3 separate regions of the Sus scrofa genome follow, and regions 2 and 3 are each linked to region 1. Evidence: chromatin contacts called from public HiChIP or PLAC-seq data. All regions are on one chromosome and are shown on one strand. Each heading gives the region's core, a stretch centred on a gene start, on an enhancer-like site or on the middle of the called end of the contact. The rest is flanking DNA. Distances are from core to core; before and after follow the strand shown. Region 1 overlaps EYA4 (eyes absent homolog 4). Region 2 has its middle 120 kb from the start of EYA4. Region 3 has its middle 160 kb from the start of RPS12.

Region 1 (3,073 bases), core at 331-2,830:
AAGGGGACTCTTTTCCTTCCAGGATGTCATTTTCCACTCTTTTTATGAAGCAGTCCTTATGTCATAAGGCCACGTGAATACTAGCATCTATCTGGATGACATAAAAAGCGAACTTATCCTTGAACACAAGAAGTCTTCTAAAAAAAGAACAGAAAGAAAACTTGCAGGTGACATGCAGCTATTTCCTTGGTTCTTGTCTGCATTCTTCTGCAGCATAGATGGGATTTATTTCTAGCAGATTTAAATATCCTCTTCAGACCCAAGGGAGAGCCTGCTTTATATGTGTGCACCTAGACTCTACTGTAGCTCAGAAACCATGATCCCCTCTGCACAGAGCCTGGTAATGAGTCAGAGCCTGTTTATGTACCGGCTAAGATTCCATCAATTCTTCATGACCCAAGAAATGCAAAAGCATCCTAGACTTTCAAAGGCATTCACTCTCATGCCAGCTTTTCTCTGCATAAAATGGACTGTATGTCTGCAGGGCTTTATGCCCCATGCTCTCAGAGTCCACCTAAATAGCCAATTCTCACGTTGACCAGCAGAATGCATTTAAGGGCAAGAGTTCAGGTATTTGCTTTGCTCATAACTTCCTTTTCTGTGTAATATAAGCCTCTTCATTCTCCTTAGCTGGAAAATAAGAAGAACAAAACCAGCTTCCACTTAAATAATTTGAGTGGAGGCTGAACTAGGGCAGGATTATTTTGTTTCATTCATTGTTTTGCCCTCTACACTTAAAACTGTGCAGAGTACTTAGTGAGTGCTAAGGATGAATAATAAAATAGGCATAGGACAAATGCTGATGAAAGTGATTTGAGTTACTTGGAGTCATGTGTTCTCTAGATTAGCAAATACTGCTTGAGCATCTAGGGGCATTTCTAGGAATCGGTGAAGTATCTTCTGAGAGCCTGGAGGCTGGCAAGAGAGCAAGGTGGAGAGTGAGGGGGATTAGCTCTCTGATGTCTATGTGTGTGGAAGGTTTCACGGTTGCATGTGCAGTGTTAGGTCTCCAAATGAGTGTGTGTGTGTGTGTGTGTGTGTGTGTGTACATGAGAGAGTAGGGAAGAAGATGTTCTGTGTGGATATAGAAAACCACTGTGCAAGAAAAAATATAATAAAGTGATTTGGTCGACAAAGAGTAGATGAAAGTCATGGGCATGTCCCTACTGGGTATCAATTCCCATTTTCCAGAAAAAAAGCACACAGGTCCACTTTAAGCCAACATATTTCAGATTAGGAGCCAAGGAGCCCTTGTCCCTGCTGCAGCTCTAAGCCAGTGTTCTCTCCTGGCAGTTAGGCTGGGAGATGCGGATGCTCTCTGTTGCACAGTGTCTATGTCATTGATTGGGTAGACAGGCCCTCACTAGCCCATTTCAGCAGACAAGGTCCGAGCTGGGTTCTGCTGCAGAGAAAAGGAAATACTGAAGGAAGAAGACCTCTAATAACAAGGATCAGGGAAGTGGGCCGTGAATAATGGGAGCTGTTCTTACCATCTGCCGGTGACCTCATGCCTGTCCCCAAGCCAGTCTGGATGCTTGCAGTGTAAGTGACCCGTCTGCCAGAGTGACCTCAGGCCCTGGAGTAACAGCAAATAAAGCCATGGACACGCTGTTCTCTGGACACTTTTGCGGTCCTTCCTTTCCAGGGCTTCCTTACAGCTCCAGACTTGAGACCTGCAGCTCTGGCCCTCTCCTCACAATGACTCTAACAGATATCCCCACAAAACATGCTCTCCCCACCCAAGAAATGTGAGTAAGTATTTTAAAAATGTACCTTTGAAGCATTTCTCTAATTTTAGATTTTCAAAGCTTCCCCCTGCTTTACTTCGAAAACAGAAGGGAAAAAGCCCAATGAGTTCATTATTTGAATAGTACTGGACTCAAGTTTCTGCCAGATCAGTTACAAACCTTGGTTAATGAAGCAGGAAATTATTCTCTCTAGCAAGCAGAAGAATAAAGCCATAATGCCACGATCAAAACATCTAACGTGATTAGTTATACCAAGAAATATATAGATTCTTTCTAAGGAAAAAACTGCCAATAACGATCAAACATACTACTGGATGAATGACTGAGGGTCAGTCAATGCTAGAATGTTGAATGAGCAAATGAATGTTTAAAAGAGCAAAGCATTGGCATAATATGCAAAGTAACGATGGCTTCCTATGAAAATGATGGGATTTGGGGGTCTGAAGGGATACTCAATGTCCTTGAATGCAAAAATACCACTTCATGAGCAAGACTATGAATCCAGTGTTAAGGGCTTGTACTACAGACTGAAACCTGGGTTTTAAACTCCATCTTACCAGTCTTTGGACTTAAGGTTCAAAATGGAGTTAATGATACCCACCAGTGGGGGACTGAGTAAATTAAATAAGATCACACATGCAAATTCCACAGAATTTGGCACATAATGCATCTTAATAAACGTTGGTTTTTACCACAATCACTTTTGCAACATTGTCAATACCTGTCTGATTTGTCTGTGTGAAAATCTGCAGTATCAGGGAAATCATTAAGAAGCAGTTCATTTCATTTTCAGCCCACTCTTTTTATCAGAAAGTCTTCTCCTCCATGGTTTCTGCAACTTTGGACCCAAAAGCAATTTAACCCACTGACATGGGTCAAGTCTAAATTTTCTTTCCCATAACTGCCCTTCAAACATCAAAGAGGAATGTCCCAACTCGGAGTCCATAAAGGTATAAAATGTAGCAAGAATATCACAACTGTCACTCTGATCCGTCAATATAGTTGAAAAGGACGCTAGCTTTGCTATCAGACACTTTACAGTATGAACAAATGCTGAAACCTAGCCAACCAAACCCCTGTGATCTGTCCCGTGTGATGCTTTAGAGCCTTGTTTTTTCTCAGCCACAACACTTGCAGTTGGTATCTGGAACAGCTTTCCACGTGTTCCTCTTAAATGCTATCTTGTTGGACTGTGTCCAGTTTCAGCTCATCCTGTTCGAGTCTGACTCTGCTGCTCAGTATATTCCTGGTGCCATGACACCCAGAAACATTCTTGGCATGCATGCATGGCCAAATCACAATAAACATGAGGAACAGGCCAATGT
Region 2 (3,360 bases), core at 841-3,340, 350 kb after region 1:
AATCAGCTTATGACTTTTATTTGCATAATCCATTATTTCCTTAATGATGTGAAATTTCATCCTTATCATATTCATTTTTATACATAGATATAGATATAGATATGCATTTATCATCTATCTAATCTTTTTGTTTCCAATGGTCTACTGTAGATTCTAATGGCAGTACTGCACTGTTCTAAGTAATATGATTTATAATTTATTTTAATATATGATAATGTAAGTGGGCCCCATTGTTCTTCTTTTAAAAAATACCTTGCCTTCTTTCTGCCATTTATTTTTCCAGATGAATTGTAGAATTAATGGTCAAATTTCTAAGTAAGAAGTCATGGACATTGGATTAGAATTTCACTAGATAATATATATCAATATATGGGGGAAGCAACAACTCTACAATGTTGAAAATTCCCATCCTCAAGCAAAATCTCTCTCTTCCTTTATCATCTTATATTTTCTGTTTCAGTAAAGCTTTGTAGATTTTGGAGACTAGTTTCCTCATTTTTCTTACCAAGTTTATTCCAAATTATTATAATTTTTGTATATTTTATATCCCTTGAGATGGATCTTTTAAAATTTTTTATATTTATATATATATATATTTTTTTTTTCAGAGCTGTACCTGCTGCGGCATATAGAAGCTCCCAGGCTAGTGGCTGATTGGAGCTATAGTTGCCAGCCTACCCCACAGCCAATGCAATACCAGATCTGAGCCTCATCTGCAACCTATGCCATAGCTCATGACAATGCCAGATCATTAACCCACTGAGTGAGACCAAGGATCAAACCCCCACCCACCCTCATGGGTACTTGGCGGGTTTTTAACCCACTGAGCCACAATGGGAATTCTGAGATGAAACTTTAATCCATTATATTTTGCTAAATGATATTTTCTGGTACATAGAAAAATAAATAATCTTCCCATATTTATTTAATATAAAATTCTTTAAAAAAATCCCTTTATGCACAGTATCTACTCCTAATGCTTTATAATTGCTATTTTAAGTTTTAGATAAAGAGAAAAAAATCACAAACTTCAGCATCAAAAGTAACTGTAGGAGTTCCCCTCGTGGCGCAGTGGTTAACGAATCTGACTAGGAACCATGAGGTTGCAGGTTCGATCCCTGGCCTCGCTCAATAGGTTAAGGATCCGGCGTTGCCATGAGCTGTAGTGTGGTTTGCAGATGCGGCTCGGATCCCGCATTGCTGTGGCTCTGGCGTAGGCCAGCGGCTACGGCTTCAATTAGAACCCTAGCCTGGGAACCTCCATATGCCTCAGGAGCGGCTCAAGGAAAGGCAAAAAAGACAAAAAATTTAAAAAAATTAAAAAAATAACTGTAGTTGCATCTTGGCTCTACCATGATCTTGGCTTCCTCACTGTGTAAAATTGGCCAAGTGGTATTTTCTCTCAGGTTCAGTATCCTTTCCTGCAAAAGGGGGTTGACTTTTCCCTTAACATGCTCAGTGTGAGTAAAAGTAAAAGAATTTCTGTAAAGCACAGAGCTCAAATATATCATACAGTAGAAATGGAAGCAAAATGTTAGTTCTTCATTTTCATCCTGTTCCTTGTATAAAAGATGACTTGGGAATTTCATCCTTTAGATATATGAACTAGAAAAAAATAATTGTTTATAAATACGTACACATATGGCCCTTAAAAGCATTTATATTTACTTAGCCAACTTTTCTCCTTGTCCAATTACTAGTTGGTAGCAAAATGCACATGGGCGTATGTCTGTGAATATTTATTTTATCATCAATAGTATTACTTTATTGGTGAAATACCAGCGACTATAATTTTGAAGTTAATGACTCAAGCCACAGAAGTGATCTATAGATCCAAGGCAAGATTAAAGAATGCTCTGCCCTGCGGTCATGGATTTCATTCATGAATTGCCCAAAGGTTCACTGACTGAGCACCCGCTACCAGGCACAGTGCTAGGCACTGAGGATGTGAAGATGGCAGTCTCTTCCCACTGAAATGTGTGGCATCCCCAACTACATCATAAGCAATCAGCAGCTTGACTGTCATTAAAGCAGTGGCTTCCTCCTCTGGGTCGTCAGATAATGTGTCTGGTCTCCCATTTCTTTATCTTGAGCAGCTGCTCTCGCCAATCTGATTTTCCCAGCTTTACTAGCTTAATAAGTGGTTCTCAGCCTGAGCCGCCCCTAAGCAAACTCTTGGGCATTCCATTTTTATTTCTGAACTTACTGCCTAAATCTTGATTTCATTTTATGTTGATGCCTCAGGAGCTGACCTAGGATAAATGGAAGCTACCGACTGCCAACTGTGCTGTCAGCTGCAATGGTGGGGTCAAAGGTGCTGGCTGAGCTTGCAAATTCTGATGGTTTGCCAGCAGTGAAGGTATTTGCCTTAGAGGGAAATGGTGCCCTGTACATACCTCGTCGCACACTGCTGCTGAATGCGCCAGTTTCAGGCGATGCCCCGTTTGGAGAAAAGAAGTGCAAAGAAAGATGTTACCTTGACCCTTCCCAAAATACAGAAAACCACCCGCACCTCCATAGCCACCCTAATCTTTGCCTTCGGCGCGCCCTCAAACATTAACAGTAGAGAAGGAGCAAGTTTCTGTTTCCTCGGAGTGCTGAGAAGTGGCATGACAGCTGGTTTCCATGAGCAGAGCACATATTCCAACGCTGCAGAGAAAAAATTAGAAACCCACAGGGCTCCTTTACCTATTACACTAAGGAGAGTTTTATTACAGTCCAAGCATTCGATACATCTACCTAAATTTTTCTCACATTGAATTCTTGTCAATGAAAGGATGTTCTTGCATTTTAAAAACTTTACCTTCGATCATACATAATTTGAAGGCTGAATTTCTGATTTTAAAAAAGAAGAGTGGTTAACATCTAGACAAAATCTATTGGTAAAATCATTTGATAGATGATGTCAAGCCTGAATTTAATTGTAGGAATCATCGTCATATCCATGTGAAAGTAGAAATTACACTAAAAGAATGTTCTTTTTCTCTTCAAAGTTGCACCTTCTAATCCACATTATGGCGTATAGGGAAAAGCTCAGTAACTATAAATGTTTCCGATGACTCTCATCCCTGGTTTAACTCTGGGTTTTTCTAAATGCTCATGTAGTGTACAGATTATCTGCTGCAGTGTAGCCAAGGGTGCTAAGTGGACAGTGCGGGACACGTCAGAAGGGAGTGAAATCTGGAAAGGAAATGGTAGCCTTTAAATAGCCTAACTGAACACGTTGTGATATGACTTAAGTGGGTCTCCAGGCTTTGCTGATAAGCCACAAGAGAAATACCCTCAGAAGGGTTTAATCTGGAAGCAAATACCTTTGTATTCAACTATCACTAGATTGCCACTAATATAATTACTATACTA
Region 3 (3,141 bases), core at 301-2,800, 420 kb after region 1:
GAATGCTGGCTATTTCACACAAAGAAAGGAGAGGAAAATATCTTGAGTTGACAAAGACCAGTAAAATGGGAGTACGCAATAGAGTTTAAATTATTGCAGCAATCTCCGAGGTAGACCCTAGCAATTCCCACTCCCAGTATTTGTGTCCTTGAATAGCACTTTCCCACGCTGATCAGGGCTGACTTGCGTGATCAGAAGCATAGTGTGGAAATGACAGAGCATAACGTCCAAGTCTAGGTCATAAAAGATATTGCGGCTTCTACTTTGTGCTCTTGGATCTCATTCTGAGAAAGGCAGTTTGTGAGAAAACTCAAGTCCTCCGGAGAAGTTCCCATTGTGGCACAGCAGAAATGAATCTGAATAATATCCATGAGGATGTGGTTCAATCACTGGTCTCGTTCAGTGGGTCAGGGATCTGGCATTGCCATGAGCTCTGGTGTAAGTTGCAGACGCAGTTCACAGATCCCATGTTGCTGTGGCTGAGGTATAGGCCGCAGCTGTGGCTCCAATTCTACCTCTAGCCTGGAAGCTTCCATAGGTCCTGGGTTCAGTCCTAAAAAAGCAAAAAAAAAAAAAAAGTCCTGCAGAGAAATCCATGTGACCACAGCTAATGGGAGTGAGCCATCTTAGAATAAAATCCTGTATTGGATATTTGAAAGTTACTAAAGAGTACATCTTAAAATCTCCCATCATAAGAAAAAAACTATGTGTGCTGATAGATGTTAGCTAAACTTATTGTGATTATTTTGCAATATATACATATATCAAATCATTATGTTGTCTACACCTAAACTTAACACAATGTTGTATGTCAATTAAATCCCAATTAAAAACGTAATTTAAAAGAAAGGAGGACTTAAAGAAAATGAATGCTAGACAGTGAAATAAAATCAAACAAAGCCAAAGCAAAGTCCACCACAGCCTGCATCCTGGAATGGCATATAATCTATAACCTCTACGCTTCCCTAAGTGCTTGCTAAGAGGTGGATCTTAGCCGGAAGCCCCACCACATACATCGCAGTTTCAATAAACAATCTGCCCTACATTTTCTTTGTTACAAGGAAAAGTTACAGAGTACTAAGAACCATTGCTTTGTTTAAAACCCGAGGCTCTGAATGTCTTAGAAAATGCCAATGCTTTAAAAAAAATATATATATATATATATGTGTGTGTGGAATGCAGATAAGCCCTGCTTCAAATTCAGAAGCATAACTAATAAGAATAATATAAACACTTCATAACTGTTCTTAAATCAACACGGACAAACCTACCACTGGTTATAAAACTGAAAGGAAAATGTGTTTTTAGCCCCATCTTGACAGCCTCCTTTTTTAAACCCTGATTCCAAGGGGGGAGGTTTTGCGTCCCTCCCCTCAGTTTCATCCTGCTTCAGCACTAAGTGCATGTGAGTCACGCTAAGACTGAAGAGGCGGCGGTGCCAGCGTGTGGCTGGCAGATGCGGTCATTCTTGAAGTGCCACTGGGCATGAGGTACGGACGATTCCAGACTATTACTTGCCTTCACAACTTTTTCTAACAGGTGCAGCAAATGAACTTCTGCCCCTGTCTTCCTTAAATGCACACAAATAAAGCGTTACCATGTCCTGGATGTGAAGTCATACCTACTTCCATGAATCATATTTTGTGTTCATGACTCTGCAACTGGGAATTAGTCATTTCGACCTAATTAGTTTCTTCAAAATAGGAAATGCTTCTACTAGTGATTTAACATCCAGATATAATTTATATAGTCAGACTACATCCAGAAAGATGCCAATTGAGATGTTTAAACAGCAACAACAAATATATATTATTTTTGCACCCTGCCATCAAAACCCCAAATGAACCCCGAGAATCATGTGTTGAAACTGGCTGCTCGCCTACATTTGTGTAGGGCAGTCACAATCAAGGGCAAACTTTCAGCAGTGTTGGGCCCAACCAAGTGCTTGACAAGGCTCCATTCAAGGAAAATGCCAACAAACAAATCTTGTTTCATGCACCATTTAAAAATTCTATTTAAATTTGATAATTTTGTCATTTGACCAAAGTGACAAAATTCCATAACAGATCTGGCTTTTTTTCCCACACATGTACTCAAATGTTGAGAAATGTGCCTGTCCTCAGCTTTATTTCTTTGGGCACTCACTATTCATGGAGATAAAATAAAAGAAAATTTAATGAGTGGACTGTCGCTAAGATATTTTTTAAATTATTTGCAATCTCTACAAGAGTATAAGAATCTATTTTGCTGAGGGTGACCAAGCACATTTGTATCTCCATGTAAGTTGACACCACTTTTTGTGTTTCTACTTTGGTTTAAGTATGTGTAACATCTCCAAAAGTGACTGGAGAATATTTTCTGACACAAGTATTTGGTGTTAATTTGATAAACACTTGTTTAACATTGACTAATATGTATTATAATTTTCAGTGTAGAGATATAACATATCTTTTATTAAATGTGTTCTTAAATACTTAACTTTTGATGCTGCTATTAATGGGATTATTTTGTTGTAGAATTTTTATTGTTTGTTGCTAATAGATTAAAATAATTGATTTTGCATATTTACCTTAAATTTACTTATTCTATTAGATTATTTGCAGATGCTTTGGATTCTGTTTGCACCACAATCTTGTGATGTATGTTTTCCTTCTTTGTTCAAATGTTTTCAAATTTTATTTATTTTTCCTGTCTTACCGAATCCCTAGGATCTTGGTAGGATTTTGAAGAGAAAATTGATCCGGTTGCATTTGTACTTTTAAAAGACATTCTGATAGAAGCATATACTATATATTAATGTGAGAGTTTAGGTCTAGAGAAATATAACTAAAAGAGCATATGTGGGAATTCAGAGAAAGACACACATTCAAGAGATCTTTCAGAAATAGAATTGACAAGGGATGGTCATCTTTTATAAGGACTAGGATGCAGCTAGTCATTACATGAGATCAAGAATATTTAAAAAGAGGAGTTCCTGCTGTGGCCAAGTGGAAACAAACCTGACTAGTATCCATGAGGATGTGGATTTGATCCTTGGCCTCACTCAGTGGGTTAAGGATCTGGCATTGACATGAGCTGTGGTGTAGGTTGCAGACGTGGCTTGGATCTGGCATTGCTGTGGCTGTGGCGTAGACCAGCAGC

What was found. HiChIP or PLAC-seq counts read pairs in DNA pulled down with a chosen protein or histone mark.
Region 2: an H3K27ac HiChIP or PLAC-seq map of skeletal muscle shows a contact between it and region 1, with 3 times the contacts expected there. The contact joins two enhancer-like sites. A contact is called at or near these places in 1 of 47 Hi-C or Micro-C datasets (skeletal muscle) and 1 of 2 datasets of contacts at active chromatin or transcription factors (skeletal muscle).
Region 3: an H3K27ac HiChIP or PLAC-seq map of skeletal muscle shows a contact between it and region 1. The contact joins two enhancer-like sites. A contact is called at or near these places in 2 of 47 Hi-C or Micro-C datasets (both in skeletal muscle) and 1 of 2 datasets of contacts at active chromatin or transcription factors (skeletal muscle).

Annotation. Positions count from the first base shown.
Region 1 is chr1:30,344,456-30,347,528 of Sscrofa11.1, forward strand. All of the region lies in intron 3 of EYA4 (eyes absent homolog 4), which reads right to left. Among named protein-coding and RNA genes, the nearest start is that of EYA4, 230 kb to the right of the region's middle. Within about 2 kb of position 1,581, at least 2 of the 83 cell types and tissues checked have an H3K27ac peak or open chromatin away from gene starts, as enhancers often do. A contact at or near this core is called in skeletal muscle, where this site is marked.
Region 2 is chr1:30,698,386-30,701,745 of Sscrofa11.1, forward strand. No RefSeq gene overlaps it. Among named protein-coding and RNA genes, the nearest start is that of EYA4, 120 kb to the left of the region's middle. Within about 2 kb of position 2,091, at least 3 of the 83 cell types and tissues checked have an H3K27ac peak or open chromatin away from gene starts, as enhancers often do. A contact at or near this core is called in skeletal muscle, where this site is marked.
Region 3 is chr1:30,761,406-30,764,546 of Sscrofa11.1, forward strand. No RefSeq gene overlaps it. Among named protein-coding and RNA genes, the nearest start is that of RPS12, 160 kb to the right of the region's middle. Within about 2 kb of position 1,551, at least 3 of the 83 cell types and tissues checked have an H3K27ac peak or open chromatin away from gene starts, as enhancers often do. A contact at or near this core is called in skeletal muscle, where this site is marked.